4 separate regions of the Mus musculus genome follow, and all the other regions are linked to region 4. A link is a contact called in public Hi-C and HiChIP or PLAC-seq data. All regions are on one chromosome and are shown on one strand. The core of a region is the stretch at or near the end of the contact, and the rest is flanking DNA. Distances in the headings are between cores, read along the strand shown. Region 1 has its middle 40 kb from the start of C230014O12Rik. Region 2 overlaps Mapkap1 (mitogen-activated protein kinase associated protein 1). Region 3 overlaps Pbx3 (pre B cell leukemia homeobox 3). Region 4 holds the start of Pbx3 (pre B cell leukemia homeobox 3).

Region 1 (6,622 bases), core at 1,372-3,871, 230 kb before region 4:
CAGTTCACTACAAATGGAAACATTCCATTTTAGATGGAGGAGACTCCAAGGACTTGGAAATAAAGAAAATCACAAGGCTCCGAAGCTGGGAACTAACAAGAGTCATATGGCCCCTACCCTAGATATAGGTAATAGCAGTTTCTGGAGAGACTCATGGGTGGGCAGAACATGGTTGTCCACAGAGCTCTGGGGACACAGCTTCTGAGAGTCACCACCCAGGTTAGGGCATACTTTTCAGTGGTTCAGCTTACCTTTGAGTCACCGTGTTCCTGTAAATGACCCAGTGAACTTGCTGGCTTACTAGTCTAGACTGGGTAGAGTCATTCTTCTGGTCTGTCATTGTTCTGTCTGGGAAAGTAGATGTCTGCTCATGTCTCCCCTAAGAAAAGTCACACAACAGTACCTCAGCCCAAGGGCCATCATTTGAGACAGTGCCCTCATGGGTCTGGTCACGTAGGACCTGCCATCACTCAGGGTCCATGGCTCTGGTGATCTGGGCACAATGCTATCTTTCATTGTTTGGAAGGTGCACAGTTTTGGGGGGAGGAGAGTTGGAGAGTTGGGTGAGACAGTCTCACTCTGGCCCAGGTTGGTCTATAACTCATGATCCTTCTGCTTCATCTTCCCAAGCAATACCTCCTAATGGAGCCTGTGGCTTCCACCTACCAAGCTGGAGTTTAATGAACTGTTGTCAGGTACATCCTCTGTGCAGACAGACAAAGACACTCCAAACAGCCTGGCAACAACACCTGGAAGCAACAGCCAAAAGCATCGCTGACACCTGGAAGCAACACCTGGCATCACTAGTTTAGAACGGGATCAGGACCCAGACCTCCAGGGAACAGGAGAACCTATTGTCAGCTACTTCCTCCTGCATACCCAGGAAGTACTTCTACACATCTACCCCCACTGCCTCATACTGCAGGTGTCAGCTGTTTCAATTCCCAGAGAGGAGGGATTTAATTCCTCTCCCTGAAAGCCCAACACAAGGTCTGTGGAACAGTTCTGGGTTCCCTACCTGGGAACCCCTTCTCATCCCATCAGTGGAGAGGTTGGGTGACCTCATAACCACGCTCCCCTCCCCACCTGGAGAAGCTAACCCTTCCCATTTCCGTTTTATGATCAGCCAAAGATTTCCCTGGTGTTGCCAAGAACTGATTTTCAGAAATAAGTATGTAAATCCTTTGTAAATGTATGCTAATTGCTTATTTTTAATTATAATGTAAATAAGTAATTACTGAATAATTTTAAAGTATTTACATGGGGGTGTGTGATTTAGACACTAACTTGTTATAAGATATAAAAACTATGAATTATACAGTAATTATGGCCCAATTTACATGCTAAGGCCAAACACAATTACGTAAGCAAGAGAAATGTAAACAATCAGGTGGTTCTGCGGTAGTTGGAGGGTAATAAGTAAGCCGCTCTCCCCCCACAGCCGAGAGTGCTAGTGTGGCTGTGTGCTCCTCAGCGCAGGGGGCATCAGGAAACAGAAGCCACCTTTAAGAGGGGAAAATGAAGTCATAAAATAAAGAGAAAAGAAGGGCCAGGGTGTGGCTCAATGGCTGAGCCCTCCCCCCACATGTGCACAGACGGCCCTAGGTTCCATTCCCAGAACAGCAAGAGAAGCCACTGAACCTTGCCTGGGTGAGCTTGGTGTTCAGAGGAAGGCCAAGCCTCAGAATATGGTCCTGTGGCCCTGTGGCTCTGTGGCCCTGTGGCCCTGTGGCCTGTGGCCCTGTGGCCTGTGACCCTGTGGCCCCGTGGCCCTGTGGCTCTGTGGCTCTGTGGCCCTGTGGCCCTGTGGCCCTGTGGCCCTGTGGCCCTGTGGCCTGTGGCCTGTGGCCTGTGGCTCTGTGGCCCTGTGGCTCTGTGGCCCTGTGGCCTGTGACCCTGTGGCCCTGTGGCCCTGTGGCCCTGTGGCCTGTGGCCCTGTGGCCTGTGCAGAGCAGCGTTGGTGACCCCTCCTGTTTCACACGTATTTTACTAGGCTTACAGTGCTGTGCCTTAAGTCCAAGCCCTCCTTTTCTCTCTGCCTCGCTTGTCTATGAGACCTGTCAAGTCACATTTGAAGTTTCTGCCTCTTCCTTCAGGAAGCCTTGTGGGTTGTTCTGCCCAGCCCCAGAGGTCTGGCCGTGTGCATACATACCTCTAATCACTAAAGCCACCATAGTGAGTGTGTGTTTGGCTCTAATGCCAGCCCCTTCCTTCCCCACTAGCCGGGGAATCCCTTAGGGTCAAACCCCAAGCCTCCCTTTCCATCATTGGCCCAGTGATGTCAGAGGCACTGTGGAGCCCAAGCACAGCAGGCTCACTGAAAGCAAGAGCCTGAGTGTGGTGCCCCCAGGTCAGTCCAAGGTATGGCCTCTCCTGGAGAAAGGAGCCTCTTTCTGATGGCTGACTCTGCAGGAGAAGCCCGTGACTTTTGTTTTTTGTTCTCTGAGGCCTACTGGTGACTGAGAGCCAGTTGAGGAAGGGAGGATACAACCTTCCCTGTGTGGCCTTGGGGCCTTCTCTCTGAACTTATTCAGGTATTGGGCATCTTCTCTGACACAGCTCCCAGCCAAGGCCTCACCCTGTAGGTGGGTGTTTGCTCTTGGGCTGCTGGAAGAAGGCCAAGGAAAGGGACATCTACCCTGCTGCAATCTTTTTGGAGCAATCAATGGGCCTATGTCTCTACCCTGAGAGGTCCCCAGGAGTGTGACACTGCCTCTGTCACCACCAGTTGTCACACAATTTAGAGCCCCCAGAGACAGGCAAATCTATGTACAGAGTCTCCCTCATCTTTTCCTTTTTCCCAAAGGCCTTGCTGGTCATTTAGCATGGCCAATAGCTACGACTTAAGGGAGCCAGCATGGGACCCAAAGGATGGAGGGTCCTGCTGACCGGCCTCAGGCCTGCAGTTCCACAGAGGAGGTCATCTCAGCCATCCCCCTGCATCGGAAGCAATGATTCAGGGCTCAGTCAGTCATGTGAAGCCTTTCTTCTCTAATCGTAATGAATTAAAATGCTGCTATCTGTTCCTGGTGATTTCAGCCTTGTGTCCTAGACCTGCTCTGCCCCAGTCCCTAGGCAGAGGTAGGTTCAGTCAGCACCAGCAAGCTTCAGAAGTTGCAAAACTTGGGCTCTTGGACTTAATTCCAGCTCTCTAGTCTAGGATCTGGGTCCCCTACACTTCAAATGAAAAAGGTCTTGGCAGTGTCCAACTCAGCTACTATGACTGGGGAGGAAGCCAGTGGCTGGCACTGAGAGTCCTTGGCAAGGAGCAGAGCCACAGACATGATAATGCCAGGACCTCGACCCCTCACACAGCTATTTTGCAGCCCAGGAAATCCCGCAGTCCCCTGGGTCATATTTCTTTTATGGCCATTGCTGGGTGCTATTCATTTTATTACACTTTTGCTGTTATTCTCGTCGTTGGCGCATAAGCAATGCGGTCAATTCCCTTTTACGTGCCCCGGCATTTCAGATTCATCGCCAGCCGGCGTGGCGCTGAGTGGTTACACGGTAGAGTGTTTGGCTAATAAAATACATAAAGCAGAGATAGGAAAATCAATGCCTTTGTTAATAATGCTTTGCCATCTTTCATGCAGGCTCAGGGAGGGGCTGCCCACCAAGCCGGCGCCAGAGACCCTCAAGGGACGTACGTCTGCCCTGGGCACTGGGCGCCAGCTGGCCCTGTTGCCTGAGCCTTTCACCCAAGGGGACAGCAGCCAGCCGAGGAGGCCCGGGCAGGCACCTCCAGACCTCCCATTCCCTTACAGTGTGATTCAGGTTCTAAAGTCTGGCTGCTGAACTCCATAGGACCCAAGGAACTGGCTGTGAAGATGGGGATATAATGACGCTGAAAGGTGTCTGAGTAGACAGAGGTCAGACATGTAGGAAAATGGAGGCATCTTTGGCAGTGCTCACCTGTGTCGTTTCCCAAGACTTCAATGCAGCCTTGTTCTGAACTCACCAACACACCGCCATAGCGCGAAACACAAAAGCATCACTCTCTTGACTTGGACTCAAGACTGACTATTGCATCTACTTTTTCATAACATTCATTTACTTATATTTGGAGGTGGGTGGGTGAGAGGGTCAGGGTGTGCATGTGCAGGTCAGAGGGCCACCTGAAGGAGCCCATTTTCTCCTTCTACCATATGGGATCTGGTGATCAAACTTACCTTCTGAGCCAGCTCGCTGACCCTAGAGGCTCTCGAATGGTATGATCTGCAGTGTTTCTGCTGTCTAAAGTTTTCTCACAGAAGTGGAATGGTTTAATTAAGGAAAACAATGACTCTTAATACTTTCTACCTTCGTTCCTCAGCATGTGTCAGCTGACATCTTTGGACTGTACTGTGTTAGGATGTTTGATTTTTAAACACTCTTTAACTTTCCTATTTACAAAACTGCCTATTGATTTTTGGCTCAGGAACAGGACAGGATTTCCCACAATTACTGAAACAGCCCTAAACGTACTTCTGACACGTTCATGCTATGTGCTTATGCAAAGTTATGTTCTCAGCACCGACGATGATCAAATCAAAGTATTGATCAGCTTTGAAAACCGTTGAACATACTGCTTTTCCTGCAGTGTCAGATCTTCAGCCAACATTTAATTCTTCATGGCAAACATAAACAGGCATGTGCATCTCATTACAATGCAAATTTATGTTTAATAGAACTTTAATAAGTGATAAAATTATATTTATACCAAGGAATTGTTTTTAAAATAAACCTCTCTGTGACTTGTTGGTGATAGATGCGAGAGTCACATACCTCCCTTAAGTTCCTTTATACCGAGGATCATGTTACGTTCCTCAGCTGTAAAGAGATTGTGGTACAGAAGTTCAAAAGGAGCCTTGCTCTAGAGGAGCCACTGTAGCATTCTGACCTCCGTTTCCTTATCTATAAAGTGAAACCAATCAAATCCTCCCTCCCTTTGAGAGCTGTTGTCTGGGTCCCTAGAGAAAGCCATGCAATCTGAGCAGCCAATTTGGGCAACTAGTACAGGCCCCAGGTTGTAGGCTCTACGTCCTAATATGAGACATTTGTTCCCAGATCTGGGGACCAGCATCTGTCAGAGACAGCTGTCCTTCCTGGTGCATCTTTGGTTCCCAGGCTTGCTCACCTTCCTGCATGGTATGTGGAGAAAACCCCGATCCCTTGTCCGGAAGCTTTGGGGCTCCCATTCCAGGCCCAATCCTCTCAGCTCAGCAGCATCTCAGCTATTTTTCCCCAGCCCTGCCTTGCCCTGCCCTTCATTCTGTGGTCCTGCAGGTCCCTCCTCCATCACATCCACTCCCACGCTCCCCCTCCCACCCCTTCTTCACCTGGTGGAGCTTGCACAGAACCCACGTCACCCTGAAGGCTTCCCGGAATCTGCTAAGCTCCTATTCTCTGCTTAGCTCCTTTTTGTAGGACTGGTCAGCCATCACAGGTCTCATTTCTGCCTCAGAAGATGCTGGAGAGGCTGGCATTTGGAGCTAGGCTGCTCTGTTCTAGACAGCACACATGGCATCTGGCTGTATCCTTCTGCAAGGTTTCCGTGCCCACTTCCAAGATGGAGACATTGAGGGAAGGCCTGGCCTCAGGGAGTGCAGTGAATGGCTCAGTAGAGCCCCTCAACTAGTGGGGGACACACCAGTCTCACCCCACCAGCTGGGAGAGGCCACTGGTGGTACCTACTTGTCTTGCCTCTGGCCTTAGACCCAGTGAGTCCAGCTCTCTGAAGCTGTTTCTTTGTCTCAAAGGTAGGAAGATATCAGCAATCCCCCTCCTTGTGCTATGCTAAGCACCAAAAGGCAGAGGCCTCTCTCATCTCCATCCCCACCCTGGGGGAAGGATACCACTGAACCAGGAAGGGTGAGGAGGGAGGACCAGCATGCTTAGGGATGTGGTCCCTTGCTTGGTCTCCTCCTCTGCCAAGCAAGCGCAGGTCATCCCTGGGGCTGCAGAAGAAAGGGGGAAACTGAATGAATGACCTGTATAAGGCTCAGGCAGGCTCAGTGCACGGAGTACCTGTGGGTCTTAGGAGCTGGGTCAGCACTAGCCATCTCTCCTGCACCCTGTCCATCAGTGAGATAGCCACAGGGTCAAACCTCAGCTCCAGCACACAGCCTGTTTCCCCAGCCCACTCCAGCATCTCTCCTCCATCACCATACTCCCAACCCCGGAGCACAAACACATAACTTAATCCTCAGCACATCCAGGCCTGACGCACGGCTTGGCAAATATTAGACTTTATTAATTTAATTTAATTAAACTTTATTAACCTTTATTAAAAATAAACCCTCATTAAAATTCTCATTCAGGTCTCTGGCGGGGAGCAGAGAGCTGCTTCCTTTTCAACTGGAACTGGAGGGGCCCTTAGAGGGCAGAGGTATCCAGGGGTCCCAAAAGCAGCTCTGGGTGCCAGGCCTTAAACCGCATGCCAGCTGTCCCCTCCCCAGCAGATTCCTGAAGATGACACTTTTGTTCTAGCACAGACCTGAAAAGCAGCTTTTGATGGGAAAGTTTAGGGGATTAAAAAAAAAAAATTAAAAGAACTCTAAACCCCAAAGAATTCTCTAGAAGCCAAATATTCAGGGGTCTTTCAGGAGAGTGACTGCACTTACTTACTAACCTAGAACAT
Region 2 (7,541 bases), core at 2,726-5,225, 240 kb after region 4:
TTTCTGCCTCAGCGTTCTGAGTACTAGAATTGCAGGCCTCAGTCACGGGTCATGCCCAGGTTCCAAATTGTATTTCCAGAATACTAAATTCTGTAAATAAATAATTCCATAAAATCTAAACTCCATATATGAGGTGTTTAGATATTAAGCCGTCTTTCATAGACCTGGAAAAAGTAACTGTACTTGCATTAAAAACAAGATTTTTATTGTCTCTGAGGTTCCCGAATGTAGTTTTAAAGATGAACTAGCAGATTAGCTTTTTTAGCATAAATGACTAGAACACTGGACAGGATATTTTAAAGGCCTGTTTCAACAGCACAGGCTCCTGATCCCTTAGATAGAGAAGGAGTGAGTGCCAGTGCCGTGAGGCTTCCTGTGGCCTGAGACCAAGGTAAGAGCTAGTGGGGCTGCTGCAGCTAGGTCTTGCAGAGAAGGATGGAAGGAGACCGCTTGGGGAAGAGCTCTCCCTGTCAGGGCTCTCCCTGTACTTGTAGTGGCACATCCAGGGCATTCAGCAATGACTCTGGAGAGGCCAGGACATGGGAATGGTCTTCACTTGCCCCAGAAAGACTACTCGCTTGTCAAATAAAGCTTAGAAAGGAATCCAATTTGGGAAGAGAGTTGAGTGGTAGCTTAAGAATGGCCCCCCATAGGCTCATCTGTTTGAAGGCTTGGTCATCAGGGAGTGGCACTACTTAAGGAGGATTAGGAGGTGTGGCCTTGTTGGAGGAAGTGTGTCACTGGGGTGGGCTTTGAGGTTTCAAAAGTGCAAGCCAGCCACAATGACCTGCAGATCCAGATAGAGAACTCTAAACTCCTTTGCCAGCATCATGCTTGACTGTGTGCTTTCTTTGCTAAGAGTAACCTTGGTCATGGTGTCTCTTCACAGCAGTAAACAGTGATAAAGGCACCATTGCATACAAGGCCCAGGGTTTAAGTCTCAGCTCAGGAGAAAAGCAAATCTAGGAAAGGAGCCTTGAAAGGCCCAAACTGATCCACAGCTCAGTCAGCCATCTCGGAAGCGTGGGTACCCACAGTGAAACGTCACTCAGAGTGTACAGATTTGGACATGGTGACACATGCCTGTAACCCCAGTACTCAGGAGGCTGGGGCAGGAAGATGACAAGTTTGGGACCAATCTAAGCTAGACCCTGTCTCAGAAGACAAGCACGGAAGCAGGAAAACAGCTTTAAAAATATGCCCAAAGGTCGGGAAAGATGACTCAGCGGTTAAGAGTGCTGACTGCTCTTCCAGAGGTCCTGAGTTCAATTCCCAGCAACCACATAGCAACTCACAACCATCTGTAATGGGATTTGATGCCCTCTTCTGGTGTGACTGAAAACAGTGTCAGTGTGCCCACATACTTGAAATAAATAAATCTTTTTTAAAAGAAATTGTTCAAAGGGGTTAGAGAGCAGACTCAGCAGTTAAGAGCCTGCTGCTCTTACAAAGAACCTGAGTAGATTCCCAGAGCCTATGTCAACAAGTGGATAACCTTCAGGAGTGCTACCTACTCCCAGGGGACCTGATGGCTCTGACCTCTACAGACACCTGCTCTCAGGTGCGCATACCCAAAGACAGATATACACACCCATAATTTAGAATAAGGTAAATTTTTTTAAAAAATACATTCAAAAACTTAAAATGAAGAGAAATTTATACTCCCAAAGAAGAAATGTAAGCTAGGAAAAAGAACCAAATGAAAATTCTCCAGTTGAGAAGTAATTCTTCTGTCAAAACTTTCATTGTCTGAATTTATTAATGGAAGAAATAAGGAAGATAAGAAATTATTAGGTGGGGCTAGAGAGATGGCTCAGCAATTAAGAGCACTGACTACTCTTCCTAAGGTCCTGAGTTCAATTCCCAGCAACCACATGGTGACTCACAACCATCTGTAATGGGATTTGATGCCCTCTTCTGGTGTGTCTGGAAACAGCTACAGTGTACTCATATAAATAAAATAAATCTTAAAAGAAATAAAGAGAAATTATTAGGGTGCAGGTTATCTATTACCATATTAACAAGTTAAACATATAACAAGTTAAGTGTGGTTTAAGGCACACTTATATTTATTATTTTCTAGGTGGGTGGGTAGGGAGCCCAGCACAGCTCAGATACATCTTCTGGCTCAGGTCTTTTTTGAAGCTATAGTCAGGGTGTCAGTCAGGTGGGAAGTCTCAGCCCTCAGGAGGTCAAATTTGAGGCCTCCCTGGGCTACATTGTAAGATTCTGTCCAAAACAGGAGTAGGAAGAGAAGGAAGGGAAAAGGGATGTCATAAAATCTTCTTTAAGGCTGAAGAGATAACTCAGCGGTTAAGAGCACTGACTGTTCTTCCGAAGGTCCTGAGTTCAAATCCCAGCAACCACATGGTGGCTCACAACCATCTGTAATGAGATCTGATGCTCTCTTCTGGTGCATCTTAGCTGCAGTGTACTTAGATATAATAATAAATAAATCTAAAAAAAAAAAAAGAAAGAAAGAAAAAACTAAACTTCAAAAAAAAATCTGCTTTAAGTTCACTGAATGGTCTCTGGCAGAAATGCTTTTAGTTCTATGTCACCTGGCTATCACAATAGAAAAACTAACTAGATGATGGTGGGCTGCATTAAAGAGAATGCTAGCAAGGAACCCTAGCCTCTTATGAGCTAACTCAGAATGCCATCTCCACAGTATTCTGTATTCCTGTTTATTAGAAGCAAGCCACAAGGCCATCTCATAAACAGCAAGGGGTTACATAAAGCCATGAGAATCAGGCGAGAGCATCATCAGGGGATAGTTCAGAGTCCGCCTGCCATGGTGAGTGAGCCATAAGACAGCAATAGAAATGGCTCAGACTGCAGCCAGTGCTGAGAGCAGAGCCAGCAGCCCCAGCATATTCTCCAGCAGCTCTGTAGCTGCAGTCTCAGGGAACAAAGAGCTGCTCAGCATCTGACTTAAAATATCAGACTACTAACCTTGGAAGCCTAGCAAGGGCTAAGCAGGATAAATACAAAGAAAACTACATCAAGTCACATCATAATCAAATTGCTGAGACCCAGTGATAAAGAGAAAAGTTTGAAAGCACCGTAAGAAAGCGGCTGTGCACATCGAAGAACCATGATAGGAATGATCGCCGACATCCCGTCAGAACCAATGCCAGCCAAAAGACAAAGAAGTGGCGGCTCTAACACACTGAAGTAATATCTACCCAGAGTCTGCATTTTCCCAAGTGGTCCTCAGCTGAGGGTAAAGTAAACTAAAGACATTGCAGACAGCCAGAAAGTGAAGTTTGTCACCACCAAACCAGTGCAAGAAGTGCTGAAGGCTGGGGAGAGAAAACGCGAGGCAGAACCCAGCTCTCCCCAGGGGAGAAGCCTCAAGCTGCTGCCCGTGCCTGGCACCTGCATAGAATGAGCCAACTGGAGGGAGGGAGCAAGGCCTTGGGCTGGGGTGGGCAGTGGGAGGGCAGGCTGAGATAAACAGTTTTTAGGGTGATGGTTTGAATTCATGTTGGGAACAATAATTTAACTGGTAGTTAGGTGAATTATCTCCCCAAAGGGAAAACCTTCATCCTTTCTTGCTACATCCCCTTAAAAGTTGGCCAAGTGTACTTCACTATTATATATTAAATTTTGTGAAAAAAAGTGAAACATTTTTCTGTGTTCCGATGTATCTATAATATATTTTTAATTTTTCCACAAATCCTGAAATATCTGCCCTCTGGTTCTTCATAGAAAAAGCTTATTTGTCTCAAAAGATGAAAGTATAAAGACAAAGGGACCCTTTCATCTATCAAGCAAGTGCTGTGAGTTCCCACATGTCTCCTAACTTGTAGCAACTCTGGGATGTGTCTACATGCTATAGAGCCCTAGGTTTGTTGGACTTTATCTTGTGGTGACAAATAGTTCATTCTGGAAGTGAGTGGCCTGGGGCTACACAGAAGTAGGAACAAAGGTTCTGTCCTGCTTGTGCTACTGACTCAGCTAAGGACTTCCCATGGAAGTCTCGTGACTCAGCCTAGTGTAGCGGTTCCCAGCCTGTGAGTCACACCCCTTTGGCAAACCGTTATCCTCAAAAATATTTATATTACAACTCATAACAGTAGCAAAATTATAGTTATGAAGTAGCAGCAAAAATAATGTTATGGTCAGGGATCACTACAACGTGAGGAGCTATATTAAAGGGCCACAGCATTAGGAAGGTTGAGACCCACTGTTCTAGGGAGTGATTTTCTAACAAATTTCGACCATGCTTGGGTGCCTAGATTTTCCTCTAAATCTTGTTAAATGCAGGAAGTTAGCACAGAAGAGAAAGTAAGTAGTTAAATAATAAAGAGGAGGATGGGGAGACCTGCCAGGAGTTGATCACAGAATAAAGTCAAATTGACAAGTAGAGAAAGCAGGAGACAGCCCAGTGTGGTAACTCAGGTATGGGGACCAGCACCCAGAAGGCAGGGACAGGAGGAGCAGGAACTCAGTGCCATCTTTGACTACACAGTGAATTAGAGGCCAGTCTGGGCTCCATGAGTCTCCCCAAAATCCAAGGGAGGGTGGGGCCTAAGGCAAGGCACAGAAGTATAAAACCGTTTTGTTCCAAGCTTGGAGCCTTGTATGGACTTGAGGAAACCATGCTGTTCCGAGTTTCCACATAGGAGCGTGATAAAGTAATCCTTCCAGGCAGGCAAAGGGCTTATGGGGAAGAGTGGATGGTTGCATGTGCACCTGCACCATAGAGGCAAGCTCCAGACCCATGGAGAGACCCTGGTTCAGGGGAATATGACAGTGAACAAGCAAGGCACCTGGTATCCTCTGCCTCCACATCAAGTATGGACATAGACGCACATAAGCGCACACACACATATACACAAGCACACACACATACACATGCACACTTTTTTTAAGTGTGTAACTTCTCATTTCCTCTTACTGGAGAAAAAGTACATAATATGGGATTTTAATGCTTAAAATAGAAAGGAGTATTGAAAGTGTAAACACGGGCTGGTGAGATGGCTCAGCTGGTAAGAGCACCCGACTGCTCTTCCAAAGGTCCTGAGTTCAAATCCCAGCAACCACATGGTGGCTCACAACCATCCGTAATGAGATCTGACTCCCTCTTCTGGTGCGTCTGAAGACAGCTACAGTGTACTTACATATAATAAATAAATAAATCTTTAAAAAAAAAAAAAAAGAAAGTGTAAACACAAGGAGAATCATTCAAAGTGCTCCTAAACTATTACTTGTTTTGATGTTGTTGTTTCTTTTTGTGTTACTGGGGATTAAACACAGAGCCTTATGCTCTCTAGGCAACTTTATCACCATTCTTAGTTCATTTCCTGAAGTCCCTGGAGACAGCCATTGCACCAAGGAAAAGCACTTGTCCAGCTGTTTTGAGTTGCTAGCTGAACTAGCCATTTATTCCATGGGACATATTTTCATTTGAAGGAACAACTAACAAACTGATTCTCCAACCCTGAAGCTTTGGCAAATTACTTGATTTTCTTAAAAGCAAGTAAGTGAACCTGTTAGTTTAGATAGAAAGAAGCTGCCAGGTCTGTCCCAGTAATGAAAGTCAAACTGCCTCAGATCAGAATTCTAATTTTTGAAAACTTGTATCTGTCTCTGAGAACTTGGCTTCTCACTGTTTCAAGAATTTTCTAACACAGTGGTACTAAAATATGACTTCCATAATACTGTAAAGGAACATGCTTCAGTATTGGGAGTCCACACAGTACAATGAACCAATATTTTTCAAATGATGAGATGTTATAAACCCAGGCAAGGTGGACATACACCTAGAGAATTCTCTGTCAGCATACCCCAGAGGAACCTGTACACCCATACTTACCTGTGCACAACAGCCAGGATGCCCATTGCACGGGAACCCAAAAAGGAAATATAGACTATACACAGTAGGATTTCATGCAGCTGTAAAGAATGGAATTGTGACATTTATAGGAAAGGAGATGGAAATGGTAATTATTACATTAAACCAAATAAGCCACACTCAAACAGACATTCCATTTATTCTCTCCCATATGCAAATTCTGGGTTTATTTTTATATATGTATATACACACAAAGACATGACTGAAGGCCATGAAACTAGAAAGCAAGACTTAAGGACTGATGGGCTCTTAAGGGAGGAGCAGGGGGAAATACTGGGAAAAAAGTACATTATATGGGAGGAACACATGACATGAAGGCAGAAAGAGGGCCATGGGGTGGGGGGGCAGAGAGGAGCAGGAGCAGGTGGCAATGGGAGCATGGGAAAGTCAACAAAATCTAACTACATATGAAGATCCCATAGTGGACCCATTACATTGTGCCAGTTTTAAAGAGTGCTAACGTTTAGGGGTGGGTTTGTTTGTTTGTTTGTTCTTAAGACAAGGAAGAAGATTTATTCAAAGCCCAAGACCAACCAAGAGGGGTTCTGTTATTGTTTGGTTGGCTCATTGATTGGCTGGTTTGAAACAGGATCTTACTGTGTAGCACTGACTAGTTAGAGGTATATACCACATCTGGCCTCCAACCAGTGGATTTTAATGTAACAGTACAGAAAGCTCACTAATGAGATTTTACATACAATTATATACTACAATTCTGCTTTAAGGAAAGGAAAGGAAAGGAAAGGAAAGGAAAGGAAAGGAAAGGAAAGGAAAGGAAAGGAAAGGAAAGGAAAGGAAAGAAGGGAAAAAGGGAAAAAGGGAAAGGGAAAAGAAAAGGGGAAAGGGAAAAAGGGAAAGGAAAGGAGAGGGAGAGGGAGGAGAGGGGGAGAGGGAGAGAGGAGAGGATCCACAGGCCTGAGTTCAATTCCCAGCAACCACGTGGTAGCTCACAACCATCTGTAATAGGATCCTATGCTCTTTTTCTGGTGTGTGTGAAAACAGCTATAGTGTACTCGTATAAATAAAAATAGATGAACCTTTAAAAAACAAAGCCACTATATTGGAGGCTTTATTGGTGTAAACATAAGAGAATCTTTACAAAGAGCATCAATGAACTATGCTGCTTGAACCATACATAGGTCAGATGCACTGTAGAGTGCCCTCCTGACATTCATGAGGTCTTGGTTCAATGTGCAACATATTATATACTCAAATGACAATGGCCTAATGTCACCCAATATAAATAATTTAAATAATAGAAGTAAAATAATTTTTTATGTATATAAGTACACTGTCACTGACACACCAGAAGAGGGCATTATACCCCATTACAGATAGTTGTGAGCCACCATGTGGTTGCTGGGAATTGAACTCAGGGCCTCTGGAAGAGCAGCCAGTGCTCTTAACCACTGAGCCATCTCACCAGCCCTAAAATAATGTTTTTTTAAAACCATGTTTAGTAAACTTTGGGTGATATAAGAGCTTTTCAATTAAAAAAATACCTATGTTAACTTGTGGGCTTATATTTTTAATGAATAAATTTATTTAAAGTTTTCCAGTTTTAGCTTCTAGCATAATAAAAATTAATAGCTGTAATCAAAATAAGCTAAAACTCCAGGTTCCTAAGTAATGTTTAAGAGTGTAAAAACTTGCCGGGCGTGGTGGTGCACGCCTTTGA
Region 3 (6,952 bases), core at 1,117-3,616, 180 kb before region 4:
TTTTTGTTTATTTAGACTATGATTATTGACATACTTAGGAATCCCATAATCCCAAAAGTATTTCTAATCTGTTTCACTTACTCTGTATCTCTTTCCCCCTTTTATCACTCTTTAGATTAGTTTTTACTCTATATCTCCTTGGCATTTATTTGAAAATTGCATAGCCCTTTAGCACCCTTAAAGCTACTAAAGATTTCACAGTCTTGACCACTCAAGAGTAACATTAAATAGCACTTTGCTAGTTGGTATTTTCCCTGAAAATGCAAGAGCCTTAGAATATTCCCTTTCATCACTTACAAGGTATTATCATATATTTAAATTCTGTGCATACTATAAACAAGGTAGGACATTAGTATTCTTATGTAATAGATTGATTCAAACCCACCCAGCCACCCTCTGCTTACCATATTCTACAGCTTCCATGCTGTCTCAAATATTTTACTTCTCTATGAAGATTTGCGCGCGCGTGCGCACATACACACACACACACACACACACACACACACACACACACACACACTCACTCACTCACATAGAGAGAGAAACATATACATATTTTTAAAGATACAGTCAGACAAATTCTTTCAATTTTTCATAAAAACATCTTTATTTGACTTATATCAAAAGGCACTTTGGCAGGTAAGGAATTCTCAGCTGACATTTGCTTTAAATTCATCTCTTTGATGATGTTGATCCTCTGTGTCACAACTTTATTATTCAGTTAAGCTAGTGGACAGTATAAGTGTTGCTTCTATAGCACACTCTTATTTTCGCTCTGAATACCTTAGTTTTGACTATTTAGCATGGATTACTATTTATTTATTCTGTGTGGAAACTACAGCTCTTCATAAATTTGGGGCTTGGAATCTGCCATAAGATTTGCAAAGCATTCATTTATTACATTTAAATTGATATGCAGTGTTGGTGCTAGAATTATTTTTCACAAATCTAATCATGCATCTCTTCAGAATACCTCTCCTTATTCTATGGGATAGCACTTAATATTATGTAAGATTATATATATATATAGCCTAATAATTATAATATAATTATATAATATATAATAATATAATTATAATTATGTTATATAATATCTTATACAATTGCTCATATAACAATTATATGAACTATATTAATATGGTTCATACCACATATGTGTTCTTGCATGTGTGCATATATGGACATATATGTAGCTCTCTTTTCCTGATTAGAATGTTAGCTCCATAAAGGCAGGATCCCTAAGGCATTCATGATATAACACTGCCCAATGACTATGAAGTTGCTAGTTGGATGCTATTAGGTTAACAGACACAAGTAAGATATCTAAACCACTCTGCCTCATCATAAGTGTAGGCCCTCCCCAGGCAGGCTCTATTTTGACTTTCTAATACCTATCATCTTAAGCCACTTACTCAGCAAATGTTTCATGCCTGGGTTGGATGCTGTTAGGCATTAAGAATATAGCACTGTATAGGGCAACCACTTCTATCCAACATGAAGTTTACCATCTCCAAGTGAACAGTACTCAATAGTTCAACCCTTAGAATTATGCTAAGAGCTGTGGAGGAAAAGGGAGCTATGAGAATCTGCAAGGGAGGGCATAAACTGGCTATCAAGGAAAGCTAGCTCTGTAGGAGCAGAAATTAGCACACCGTTTTCCATGGTTCTTGTGGGTAGAGACCTCCACAGAGAAACACAAACATACTTGCTACTTAACACTTTCTGACTCTGACAATTACTTATAGGTGGTTTTCACATATTTTCTCACGGAGGCACCCATAAACCTATTTCTAGCCCAATCTTACCTATGAGCAAAGCAGGTAGAGGTACAAAGACTCACTCAAGATCACAAAGATAACAAAACAGGAAAGATTAGAGTCCAGGCTGGTCTGAGACTTTGGAGTCAGCCACCTTGATTCCTAGAACATTATGCAGGATAAAACTAGCTGTGGCTACCTGACAGACCAGCCTTCAGCTGATGGATTTTTCTTTGCTTAGAAAGCCTTTCCTTGCTAGTTTCCCTCTGTGGACATCTTACCCAAACATCTCCAGGTTCTACATATCTTTCTACAGGGCCCTTCCTGGTGCTATCAGCAGGAGGTAAGTAAGCATCTCATCACATTATGTGTAGGCAGAGCTGATAGGTGAGTTAGGACAGAAAAGCAGCCAATAGGAAAGAAAAAGGCAGTCAAGGGCACCTTTGGAGAAGGCTTCCAGGAGGGAGCATCACAGAATTATAGAGAGAAAAGCCAGGGGGTCTGGGCATGCATCCTGCACTGATCTGGCTCTTTGCCCTTGGGCTACACCATCTATTTTCTAATCACTCCTTCCCCTTGCTCTCCACCCTGCTGTGGGCCCTGAGGCTGCCCTCTGCCTCGGGCTTGCCAATTGCTGCAGGCTGGAAAGAGATGAGAGAAAGAGGAAAAGGAGGCCATGGTATCTACTCCCCTGGCACCCTGCCTCTTCTCAGCTCGTTACAGGTTTCTCCTGTAACATCCTCCTGAGGTTCTGGCAACTCTTCCTGAATCTCTCGCAGTGAAGAGGCGGCAAAGGCAACAGAACCAACTGCCAACATTGTCCGTTGTTTCCCTACACTCTGCCCACAGTTTTATAAATAGTCACTTTATTAAAATTGTCTCACATTTTTCTATTTTGAGCATGCCATCTGTTTTCTGCTGGGACCCTGACTTGCAGATTAGCCTACTGCCCTGACAAGCCTCACAGAAGTGAGGCACTAGAAAGGTGAGATGCAGTGATGAGAGACAGGATGCAAAGGGACTGGAGGGAATACACATTTACACAGAAGAAAGGGGCTGGGTACAGTAAAGGAGGGAAAGCTGAAAGTCCCACATTCAGATGGGGACTTCCTTTAGGATAGGGACATTCAAAACCACTTAGGTCTACCATGGGAATAGATTAAGTCCCCCTGTTCTTAGATCTGAGAATCACAAAAGGAGTGGTAGAGATTCCATCAGAAAAGCCCAGGCTGAAACATGCACACTTGACATTCCTGGATCGGGCCTAAGAGCAGGCTAAGCACTGCCCCATGGTCGGCACCCCTTTCCCAGATCAAGTAGGTGTTCCTGGTCTGCACTAGGTGTTACTGCCCACTCAAAGCACTCTCATATTTTTACACCTGACTCTTTTATTATACATTGTTTAATGACAGCTTCATCTCCACGAGGATACAAAATAGGAGCTTTTAGAATAGAAGGTCTGTCACCTTTTAAAACAGTGTGAAAGAACCTCTATAACACAATAGCAGCCATTTTCCTCCAAGCTGTTTCTGGTCTATCTATGGTACACTTACAGCCGCAAACCATTTCTGCTGGTGTCTGCTGCCAAAGCAACTGAAAAGGCCTTTATGGACAGCTGAAACAGATATGGTAATTTGATAGTCATCTTTTTTCTCCCCTGCTTTAATAATTACTTTAACGGGCTTCTTCTTGTTTTTAATAGATTTTTTTAATAAGGAAATCTTACTTACAAATTTTAATTAGCTTACTCAATATTCACTGCTTTGGAGTAAGTAGTTTAATGAGTAAGAGACCTCAGACTACTAACTAGCCCAGCTTCTTCACAGCAGCTTAGGGGAAGGATGCAGCCCTCCCGAGAGCCTAGTCTGTACACACCAGCCAGACTCCTGCCTGGACGCCTGGGATACAGGAACCATACTGCCAGTGGCAGGGAAAAAAAGTAACAATCCACTTTCTTTCTCTGTATTGAGCGTCTCTACCCCAGTTCCACTACTCACAAAGGCCTGAAATAGTCCTTGTCAAATCATTCTCTGAACCTTAGATTCCTTATCTGGAAGGAACAGGTCAATGTTGTTTGTGCTGGACTGTTAACAGACAGGTCCTGTGCACCAACTTTAAAGGCTTTGGAATGTTGGTTAAGAACATGAATGAAGAAATGAATCTAATGTCACTTAACTTCTACTATTTCTGGTTCTCTTCTGCTTTAAAAAAATCAATTTTTTCATTACAGTACTTTTCAGTATGGCAGCAGTGACGTATAAGTTAACATTTTTCATTCTAAAAACACCTAACTGAAAAGATAGGTTCAAAATCAGAATCAGGAGAACAATGGAGACTTTGTGTCTTAGAAACTTGAATAATCCATGCAAGTTAGCTCTACTCCAAAAGTAAAAGAATATTAATATCCGCTCTACTAATTAAGAAAATGTGACAACTTAAGTATGAGTCTCGGTGCACGTGAAATTTGCAATAACAGCTTTGAGACTCTTCAGGTTACTGTGTGAAAGGGAACTTCAGCTTCTCAGTTGAACTGAGCCTCAGAACAGAGACTTGATTCTGGTCCAGCTGAATTCTCCACTGAGGACTTGCATTTACAGCAGGCTACCATGTATTAATGGCAGGCTGCTATGGCTTTCATCTCCACTCTCCTACCCACTTATGTTTTTACATATGAGCTTTGAGAGCTACAGCACAGACACTTAATATGTTCAAGAAGAAATTCTTACTTTTTTCTCTGAAACGTCTCTCCTAAATCTTTCCCTATTGTTCTTAACAACAACTCTATACCCGAGATTCTCAGGATAAAATGTCATCCATACTGACTTCCTCTCACCTCCTGTCAGAAGCCCTGTTGTCTGTACTTTCACAGTGAATCCAGACCAGTTCATCACCTCTGCACTGACACCCCGGCCTAAGCCACTATCATCTTCTGCCTGCATTGCTACGGCTGGTGTCAGCTTCTCCTCACCCCCATGATCTGTTTTCAATCAGTCACCATGGCAATCCTGTTAGAACACAGGTAATTCTGTTGCTCCTGCTTATCACCTGACTTGGTGTAAAAGCTGCAGCCTTCCCCACTGCCCAGCAGCCATCTGGACACGTGGCCTCTTTAGTAGCTTCCTTTAAGCAGGCTGCTTCCACCTGAGGTTTCCCCTGCTATGTCCTCTGCTAAAGAGTTCCTCACCAACTGAACATATAGTGTCCATGTCTCCAACTCTACCAAGTTCTTTTCTTTCCTTCACCTAGTAAGCAGAACATCTCCTAAACCCATGTTCTCCCTCCTTAATTTTTCTCCATAGCATCTATCATTTTCTAACTTGCTATCCTTCCTTCATTTACCTCTTGTTATATTTTCCCACAAAATCTTATGTAATCTCAAGAGCAGGTTTGTTGTCATAATGCATGTTAACTTGGGTGATGTGAAAAATACTCATAGAGAAAGAAGCACACATTCTAGGTATGGAGCATGATGGATTTTGATAACATGAACACAGCCAGGAACCCTACACTCAAAACGGAAGTCCTTCCCCAGTTACTCATTACTCCCTCAAAGGCAACTGCCGCCCTCACTTCCAGCACCTAAGGGTAACATGGCCTGTTTCTGAGTCTGTTACAAATGGAATTATGAGTCTGTAGCATTATGGAGATACACAGAGCTATAGTGAATTTTTAGTGCCGAATTCAGTTATGCATAAATAAATCACACCATTCCAGACATTCGCACTGTCTTGGCTGTAGGACTACCACTGCCACAGATATTCTACTATGAATCTTGTGGCAAATATCCATACATATTTCTATTAGGTAAGGCTAAGAACCAATTGAACACTGATAAAGATTCCTACTGTGTAGACCACGCTGGCCTCTAACACAGAGAGATCCACCTGTCTCTGCTTCTTGAGTGCTAGGACTAGGAGTGTACACCATCAAACCTAGTTTTCTTAACATTGTAGGTTTACAATGAATGATACTTAAGTCAGTCCCTGTAAACTCACAGTTCAAATGCAAACATGCATTAATCCTGCTGAAATGCTTTGGACATTCCTTCCTGACCCCTCTTCTCACTCTTCCTTTGGTCAGTCTCCTTGTTGTATTTGACCATGTGTCTCTACCCCTGACGTCACTGAGGATGGCCATGCACTATGTATGATCTGCAATTTGCATTTTCACTTGATGTGATATTTCTAGGCCACGCTGGAATTAACATACACTAAAATCCATCCTTCCATGGCTGTAAGGTGTGCCATTATGGGAATCCACTGTTTATTCATCTTTTTAGGAAAGTGGACAACTGTACTTTAAATTTTCAGATAGTGTAGTGTTACCAACAATACTCTTGCACTGCTTCAATATACCTTTTAGGTGAGAGGATTTCCAGGGCATTTTCATATAGATGTGAAACTGTGGGTTGACTGACCTGGGCATTTCTTACATGAATACAATGACCTGACCCCTGGCAGGAAACAGCCCCCACCCCCACCCCCACTGCTGCTGCACACAGGCTTAGAACCCTGGGCATGGTTGAGTTGACTTTTTGCCAGTCTATGAAGTGTAAAATGTTGCTTCTCTGTAGTTTTTCAACTACACTCCCCAGATAGCTGCTGAGAACGGGGATGCTTTCATCTGACTGACCCTTGGATACTTTATGGCATCACTGAGGTCTTTTCCCCACTTTTTAAATTGGTCGTCTCTGGGCAGACGTGGAGATTGCACTGCTTCTTCTTTACTAAGTTACAGGAATTCCTCGTATAATGTGATTGCACATGTGGGTTGCCATGCCTGGCTCCTATTATTCTTAAGTATTAAAATATTTGGTTCCAGGACAGCCAGGGCTATACATAGAAACCCTGTCTCGGAAAAAAAAAAAAAAAAAAACCCAAAAAAACCCAACCAAACCAAACCAAAAAAAAAAAGTATTAAAATATTTGAAGTAATAAAATTTCAGTTTTATATGCATGATCAAAAATTATATTGTTAGGATAGGTGTGGTGACTCAAGCCTTTACTCCCAACACTTCAGAGGCAAGAGATAGGCAGATCTCTGTGAGTTTGAGGCGAGCCTGGTCTACAGTGCAAGTTCCAGGACAACCAGGAATACACAGAGAAACTCTCGAAAAACAAACAAACAACAGCAACAACAACAACAAACTGTATTGTTATTCTTATGTTTTTAGTATTTTAAGGTAGATTTATATA
Region 4 (7,623 bases), core at 2,944-5,443:
ATACTGTTTTTTAAAAAAACAATCATCTTATAGTAAAAGTATAGTTTCCTTACTTCTGAACAAGAAAATAATATAATTGTGGCAGATTGCCCATTTATCTGTCAAAGGGGGAAAAAATGCCTTTTCATATTTGGTAGGGAAGAAATAAAATGTTTTCCAAACTAAGTCCCTTGTGTGCATCAAAACTGGCAGTATTCACCGTCTGATCAGAAACCTCAAAATCTACCAGCAGTTCTACAAAGACATGATTTTTTTTTTTTAATGATTTTGTCTTATTTTAAAAGAAAACCAAAACTAAAATCACACTGTCCACTGACAGTGGCAGTTCCCACCCACCACCCCTTTAGTTCACAACTTGTCAGCCCCCTCCCTCCCCTTCACTATGCAGAATAGAGTCATCACATAATATTCCTGATTTATATTCACAAATGACTAGATGAACTTTCTGTGGGTAATTAATCCTTATGTATTATGATAATAGATTAATAAAATTATTTAAAGAGAAAGTATTAAGTAGCATACACATATTCCCTAACACTTATTTTCTAAGTTCATAATGTCTCTAAAGCAGGGCTGCAAAAGCAGGCAAGGGATAGGCCCTGGAATGTGCTGCCCAGCTTTCTCTGCTTTGGTAACACTAATGTCTACACAGCTGTTTTATTTCAAATTGAGGGCTGAGTCTAGCGATCCTGTCTCCTTCTAAGACTGGGTTTAGAGCATGAGGCAGAGCTATGGATAGTAGGGGAGAAAGGAGAAGAGAGAGAGAGCTTCACCCCATCAATCACTCAGTACTTAAATCCCATCCCTCTCGAGCTCAGAGAGGCAGGCAAGAGGATGCCTCTGCCCAGACAGCCGCCTTCACTGTCGGCTGCTGGCTTTTTATAAAAAAGATAACCTGCAAACTTAGGTCGCAGGTCAACGCACAAAAAGAGGATCTAATTTACAAGTTATCACTGAAAGCCCAAGAAACAATTTTCAAAACACAGAAATTTCTTTTGTCTGCTCTCTCCTGGTTGTTAAATAGCAATAGCCCTACCAAAGCTCTCTCTGACCATAATCCCAGACTCTGAAAAGACTTGTTTCTTTTCCTAACTCACCTTTGACATGTCGTTGACTACGCTTTCCTTTCAGAATGGTGTAACTAAGTCCTGTGCAAATAAGCAACTGGAAGACTAACACTTCTTAATTGAATTTCTCCTGCTGATAAGTGTTCAAACATGAAATGCTGTGTAGTTCTGTGTGGTTAGACCAAAACTATAAAGGGACAGAAAATAAATACAAATCATAAAGAAGGGTGTTCTTGCTAGAGAAGAGCATCAATTCCCTCTCTTTAGTAATATAGTGCCATATAAAATTGAATCAATCTTAATATTCACAACACAGTCAATATTCCAGTGCTTAGCTGTCAGCACGAACTGGAGTGGAGCCCTGATAGCAAGAAAACCCTTAGAAATTAAGCAACATAAATGTCCTAAGAGTATATACTTTTATTCACCCAAATTAAAGCCTTCAAGGTTCAATGCTGGACATCTTTATAGTTAGATTAAAATCATCTAACATCTTAAATCATAAGGTGCTCAAAAGGTGGTTAAAATCAATATATAATAAGTCAATAATTTAAAACGACTTGGTTTTCAAAATGTAAAGTGTATCACCAAAAAACAAAAAACAATCATTAAAAAAAATCATGGCATGAATGAAAAGCAAATAAGGTTATTTCTTTAAGCTCTCAATATTTACTAATAACTCTGGTTTAGCATACATACATTAAGAGAAAGCAATAAACCATCATCTTCCCTGGCTTACTTTTAGGAATATGAATAGTACCTGTTTAAATAGAGTATAACTTAACTTCCTGCCTAACAGTCCTAGGCAGTATATTATTATTTGTAAAATCAACTCAAAGACAGCCAAACATTGAAACATTAAAACAGCCTTAGTTGGAAAATGCAATATACTGGACTTGATTGTTTTTCTTCTTTGCCTCAATTTACAAAGGGGCAACTTTAAAAAGCAATACAACCCAACACATACAACCACAAATAAATCAATCAATGGTAAAGCTTGACTGATGGAGGGTTGTTTTTTTTTTTAACCATATACAGGAAAGATAACTAAACACAAACTAAAACATGTAAAACATATGTATATATATGCACTTTAGCTTTACCCTTAAGTCAAGAGTAAAAATACCTTAAATAGAAAAAGTCTGACAAGAAAGTTAAACTATAAGGAACTGTCAAAAATTTTCCCTACTCTGTATCAGCAATTTTCATTCTAGCACTTCTGCAAACCTATCCTACTCCTGCCCTGAACTTCAGAATGTTTGTTTCATCAGGATCTGTGGACATCTTTCTTTATACATTGAAGCTCAGTTTTACAAGTGTAGCAGTTGTAAGACGGAGGCTATAATAGAAGTACTAATAGGCATGATACATTGTATATGCCTAAGCACATGATTTTCCTTCCTGGATTCCTAAAAATCTTCCCACCTAAAGCACCAAGTCCAGGGTATTACTGAGGTGTGTTCGGTTGTGACTTCTACCAGTAGAACCGAAGCTTAAAACTGTCTAAGTAAAACAAAGTTCTAGTGACGCCTCTCCAGGGGAACCGGTCCCTGGCATCCAGTCTCCCACCGCTCCTTTTAAAAAATGCTACACAGGCAAAAAGAGATAGGAGAGGGCAACTAGCTAGAGCCCCCTCCCCGACTGAAACCAGGGACTACCTCCTAGGGAACTGCGACCCAGCTCCATTCTCATATACACTTCATTTAGTACCAAAGCAGAATTGAGAAATAGACTCCAGATTTATTGCAGGTTTGTTTTTTTTTTCTCAAGATCAGGAGGTGGGAAGCAAAGAATGATCAAAGATGGCGGTGCCCAAAAGCAGCAGCTCTCAACTGGAGAGTCGAAGGAGTAGATCTGACCCCACCTCGGGGGTCTCCAGGCCCACTGTGAGCAGCAGAGTCTTACCTGTTTTCTCTTTGATCTCACACAAGACGCTGAAGAGCGCCGGTTTCATTCTGTGACAGTTCAGAGCATGTTTCCTAAAAAACAAATAGCAAAACACAAAGGTATTAGCATCACCTATTGGAATAATATGGCGCCTTCCTTTAAGTTAGACCCAAGATTTAAAACCGGCCCCCAGTTTGGAAAAGCTCCTTTGAACCACGGGAAGTCAACAAAAACTCAAGTTTACTAGTTCGCAACTGGCGGCAAGCTCTAGCGGCTGAGAGCTCCAGCCCGATAGCAGCGTGACCCATCTGCTGGCTCGACAGAAGCCTCGGCGTACACAGGAGTGACCCGTGCATGAGGCTCCGCTCCGGGGGCCGCGGCGGGACCCAAGGGACCAGACCGGAGCGGAGGGAACCCCAACGCCCAAGCTCCACAAGAGGAGCGGGCGCAGCGGCCAGCGGGCGGCTAATAATCAGCGGGTGACAGCTCCGCAAAGTTTGCCAAGCGGCCCTCCCTCTAGAGAACTTGGCGCTCCCGCACAGGGTTGTGCGGGGAAGCAGCCGGTCACCCCGGACTGGGCCGAGGGGAGTGGGTGCCCGGAGTCTGGGCAGGCGGAGAAAGTTGCACTTCCCTGCGGTGCGGCCACGGACCCGGCTGGGACGCGGAGCGCGCTGGGGTCCGAGCGGGAGGTTTAAATCTGGGGAGGGGGGCGGGCAGCAGGGCACGGACGAAGCAATGATCGAGTTTGTCCCGAGCCCGGCGAGCAACTTTGCCCGCGCGATGGGGGACACAGCAAGTGCCCGGCGGGCGGAGAAAGTTCCCGCCCGCAACTGAGGCCCGGGTCCCGGGAGCCAGCCGGGACCCGAGCCCGGCTCCCGTACACACACAAAAGATGCTTAATGAGACGACACCAACTTTGCTTGCGCCTCGTCCAAGCTCTGGTCGGTGATGGTCATGATCTGGTGGAGGATGTCGCCGATGTCCTGCTTCCTGCCGTCGCCGTCCGCCCCTTCGTGGCCGTGAGGGGGAGGCGGCAGAGCCATACCCCCCTGGACCGAGTGGCCGGCCAGGTTCACCCCGGCCAGAGTCTGCAGCATCCTGGATTGATCGTCCATCCCGCCGCGCGCGGGCGGGAGCGGGCGGCGGCGGCGGAGGCGAAGGCTGAGGCGGCGGCGGCGGCAGCGGCGGCGGCGGCGAGGGAGGAGAAGAAAGAGGGGGAGGGGGAGGGGGAGGCGGCCGCGCGCTCCCCGCCCGCGCGGGAGGGGGCGGCCTGGCCCGGCGCGGCCCGCGACTGAGGGGACGCGGACCGGCGTCCGGCTCCGGCTTCCGCCGCGGAGGAGACTGAGGACAGCGGCGGGCGGAAGCGGCGCGCTCGCCGGCGGAGGCGGAGGCGGTGGTGCCCGCTGCCCTCACGCGGCCGCCGCGCTGCCTCCTCAGCGCCCCTCGCCGCGCCGGGCGGCCCCGCACAACTTGGTCCTCAGCGCCAGCCGAGTTGCCGGGACGCCGCGGCCGCCGCCGCCCGCGCCAGCCAGAACGGTCCCCTCCCTCAGCCGCCTGCCGCCGCCGCCGCCGCCTCAACCGGGCGGGATCGGAGCACCGGCGGCCCCGAGGGAGGGAGCGGCGGCGGCGGCGGCGGGCTGCGGAGGAGGAGGAGAAGGAGGCCGACGGGCGGGCCGCGGGGAGCGAGAGGGGCGGAGGAGGAAAGTTTGGGAGCGGGCGGGCCGGCGCGGCGGGGACACGGAGCCCGGTGGAGGGCCCCGGCGGGCCGCACGCCGGGCGGACAGCAGATTGATGAGGCGGGAGAACTCGCCGCCGCCACCTCCGGTGCCGCGCACCCAGTCAGCAGCCGCTGTGGACCGGGCTCGAAGGCCGCTCGGCTGAGGGATTGACAGGCTGCCAGTGCCACTCACTCACTGCGGCCCCGGCGCCCGCGGGGGGAGGGGCAGGGAGAGCTGAAGGGCGGGGGAGCGCCCCGGATGCCCCGCCTCCGGAGGCGGAGCCTTCTCTCATTGGGCTTTGCGCCTCCCGCCGCCGCCACTGGCCCCGCCCCTAGAACGCAGCCCGTCCCCTCTGGCCTCTGCTGTGGGGTGCCTGAGAGCCAGCCCGGGAGCCTTATGGGCTACTCGCGCCGGCACTCCACAGATGGTCGGTCAGTCCAGCCAGCAAAGTGTTGTCCCCGGATCCTGCTCCTTCCCTATTATTAGCAGTTGGGGACTTAGAGGTGTTATATAGGACCGAATAAAGTGTACCCGTAGCCGACAGCGTGGTCCCCCATTGCATGAGATGAGCTTCACGCCTCGGACAGTGCCTGGGATACTTTCCCGCTCTTCATATCAAGAGGTGGTACCCTCTGGGCACAAGGCCTCAAGCACAGGGCCAATCGCATTGCGCTCAGCGCCGAACGAGGCGGGACAGAGCCAAGAAAGGGTTGTCCCAATTGGAGCGTTCGAAAGTCCTGGGCTGAGACCGGGAAAAGGGTCTAAAAGCCCTGCCCGTCCCACGGTCGCTATGGTAACCCGAACTCAGCACAAGGAGTTAGCGCTGGCAGTAGGGCCTTGCGCTGTCTGTCCCTCAAGGAGTGACCAGTTAGAATGGGAGCCTGTGGTTTCGCATGGACAGAGCTCTTCTCTGAAAAGCTAGCAAATGGAAAGGTCACAGAAACATGTCACCTGGAGAGAGTGAAATCCAGGACTATTTTCTAAGCTAACTGCGCTTTGCACACTCGACGAGTCCTGGAGATCCGGGGACTACCCTGGCAGGTGTGCGGAACCTGCGGAGAGCGAGACAATAGTCTTACAGACAAGTTTGTTTAGAAATGGACTGGACTGACAAATTGACCCCTTCGGCTGTAGTCAACTTCACCTAACAGATTTACATACCTGTAACACCTCTTCATCCATTATACTTCTGCCCAAGAGAGACTAAAGACTTAAACGGTGTTGGAATCCGCACCTACACCTCCGGTGGAGTCTTGAGGCTGATCTTGTCCTCATCTCTCAGGCTGAGGATTCAACATGATCTCATTTTAAACCCATGGAGATGACCCTAGGTTAAGTGTTTAACTGGTGGCTCTTACCTCTAAACGTTCCTTTCTCAGACTCAATAAGCGATCTTACCTGAAACTAAAAATAGAGGTGTGAGGAGATGAAAAATGGCTGTTACTCTGCAGGGTTGAATGTAGGACAAGCAGTTCTTTAAATGCCAGATGGAGTCTTGGAATAAAGCAGGCTACTCAGTTCCAGGTTCTTTCCTTCGTATGTTGAGTGTGATTTTAAATACTCCCCACTGCAAAGCTAACAGCCAAACTCACAGGCCAGGCAAGCTACAAGGCTTACCAACTGCACAGCTGCTGGGGAAGGAGTTCCAGACAATCTACCTTGCTTAAGTCCAAAGAGCCTCCTTTGAGTTCATTAATATTCTCTGCTCTTGTGTGTGTCAAGTTGCTGATTCTTCAAGTACTCATTATGAGTTACAGCCATCATTGATTGGATTTTCTCTACTCTAAACTTGTTTTTCAAACTGTCACCAAATCCTTTCGTGCTTTTTTTTTTTTTTTTTTTTTTGGTATAAAGGAATGAGAGAGCAAGGGAGATGTAAAATTCGCAGAATTTTATCTGAAAGATGCTGCAAGCTCTAAGATTCCTTCCAGCTCTGAAATTCAATGATCCTGTGAGTCACTATTAGGCCTCCTTCCTGCCCTCCTTCTAGGCTCATAATCTTGACTAATCAGTCATGAGGATGAGGCTAATTAGCAATGGGGATTTATGGTTATTCCTAGCCTGCTCCAAACAATGAGTTATGTAAGCAAAGCAACGTATATAAAAATGTAAATAAAATTAAAGAAACACTTAAGCAAATAAAGACAATTGGGAACTATGGGCTATGTAAACAAAGTAGAACATAAAAACATAAATTAGAATTAAGGAAGCACTTAAGCAAATGCCAGCAATTAGGAATAAAACAAACTTGTTAAATGCTTGACATCTGCAGCTAGGTTACGGCACACACCTCTAAATCTGTGGTCATTTGGAGGAATGGAATCCTGATATTTCTGCAGTGAGATCAGACAGACCTTTAGCTTAGGAGGCTTCCCATTTGGTTATTATTATGATGATGATAAGTGAGAAAAGCCAGTAGGTCCTAGCAGGGTTTCCTTCACAGGCTCACTGGCAATTGCGGTCGAGATAAAGTGTATTTTGTAAAGATATTTTTTATTTTTTATGTGTATAGGTGTTTTGTCTACATGTACATCTGTTAGACCATCTGTGAGCCAGGTGTCCATGGAGGACAGAAGAGGGTGGCAGATTCCCTTGGGACTGGAGTTACAGGCAGCTTTAATATGGCATGTAGATCCTGAGAATCAAACCAGGGTCTTTTGGAAGAGCAACCATGATTCTTAACCACTGAGCTACTGCTGTAGTCACCTCTCTCCTTTCTCTTCTCTTCTCTTCTCTTCTCTTCTCTTCTCTTCTCTTCTCTTCTCTTCTCTTCTCTTCTCTTCTCTCTCTCTCTCTCTCTCTCTCTCTCTCTCTCTCTCACTGTTGCTGGCTGTTTGTTTGTTTGTTTGTTTGTTTGTTTGTTTTAACCCAAGATCTTGCGTATACCCTGGGCCGGCTTGATTCACTATGTACCTAAGGATGGCCTTGAGCTTCTGCTCTTCCTGCATTTA

The links. Hi-C and Micro-C count contacts between places; a contact is called where the count stands out from the background. HiChIP or PLAC-seq counts read pairs in DNA pulled down with a chosen protein or histone mark.
Region 1: a contact with region 4 is called in a Hi-C map of liver, with 1.9 times the contacts expected there. The contact joins the enhancer-like site here to the promoter of Pbx3 in region 4. A contact is called at or near these places in 3 of 39 promoter capture datasets (the 3T3-L1 cell line and liver), 3 of 484 Hi-C or Micro-C datasets (liver, nephron progenitors and rod photoreceptor) and 5 of 115 datasets of contacts at active chromatin or transcription factors (embryonic forebrain, embryonic midbrain, embryonic stem cells and 1 more).
Region 2: a contact with region 4 is called in an HNF4G HiChIP or PLAC-seq map of pancreatic cancer cells. The contact joins the enhancer-like site here to the promoter of Pbx3 in region 4. A contact is called at or near these places in 4 of 39 promoter capture datasets (embryonic stem cells, hippocampal neurons and liver), 2 of 484 Hi-C or Micro-C datasets (the N1E-115 cell line and gonadal supporting cells), 18 of 115 datasets of contacts at active chromatin or transcription factors (astrocytes, bone marrow-derived macrophages, cardiomyocytes and 11 more) and 2 of 9 other capture datasets (adipose tissue and embryonic tail).
Region 3: an H3K27ac HiChIP or PLAC-seq map of VIP interneurons shows a contact between it and region 4, with 4 times the contacts expected there. The contact joins the enhancer-like site here to the promoter of Pbx3 in region 4. A contact is called at or near these places in 1 of 39 promoter capture datasets (hippocampal neurons), 1 of 484 Hi-C or Micro-C datasets (myocytes), 8 of 115 datasets of contacts at active chromatin or transcription factors (the SCID.adh cell line, VIP interneurons, embryonic forebrain and 5 more) and 1 of 9 other capture datasets (pancreatic islet).

What each region holds. Positions count from the first base shown.
Region 1 is chr2:34,144,015-34,150,636 of GRCm38.p6, forward strand. No RefSeq gene overlaps it. Among named protein-coding and RNA genes, the nearest start is that of C230014O12Rik, 40 kb to the left of the region's middle. Within about 2 kb of position 2,622, at least 6 of the 459 cell types and tissues checked have an H3K27ac peak or open chromatin away from gene starts, as enhancers often do. A contact at or near this core is called in liver, where this site is marked.
Region 2 is chr2:34,605,741-34,613,281 of GRCm38.p6, forward strand. All of the region lies in intron 10 of Mapkap1 (mitogen-activated protein kinase associated protein 1), which reads left to right. Among named protein-coding and RNA genes, the nearest start is that of Gm34372, 30 kb to the right of the region's middle. Within about 2 kb of position 3,976, at least 48 of the 459 cell types and tissues checked have an H3K27ac peak or open chromatin away from gene starts, as enhancers often do. A contact at or near this core is called in bone marrow-derived macrophages and pancreatic cancer cells, where this site is marked.
Region 3 is chr2:34,191,020-34,197,971 of GRCm38.p6, forward strand. All of the region lies in intron 5 of Pbx3 (pre B cell leukemia homeobox 3), which reads right to left. Among named protein-coding and RNA genes, the nearest start is that of C230014O12Rik, 87 kb to the left of the region's middle. Within about 2 kb of position 2,367, at least 15 of the 459 cell types and tissues checked have an H3K27ac peak or open chromatin away from gene starts, as enhancers often do. A contact at or near this core is called in VIP interneurons and forebrain, where this site is marked.
Region 4 is chr2:34,367,852-34,375,474 of GRCm38.p6, forward strand. It overlaps Pbx3 (pre B cell leukemia homeobox 3), which reads right to left and starts at 4,194. Exons shown (of 9, transcript NM_016768.2): 1 at 3,870-4,194; 2 at 2,973-3,046. The coding sequence starts at 4,069.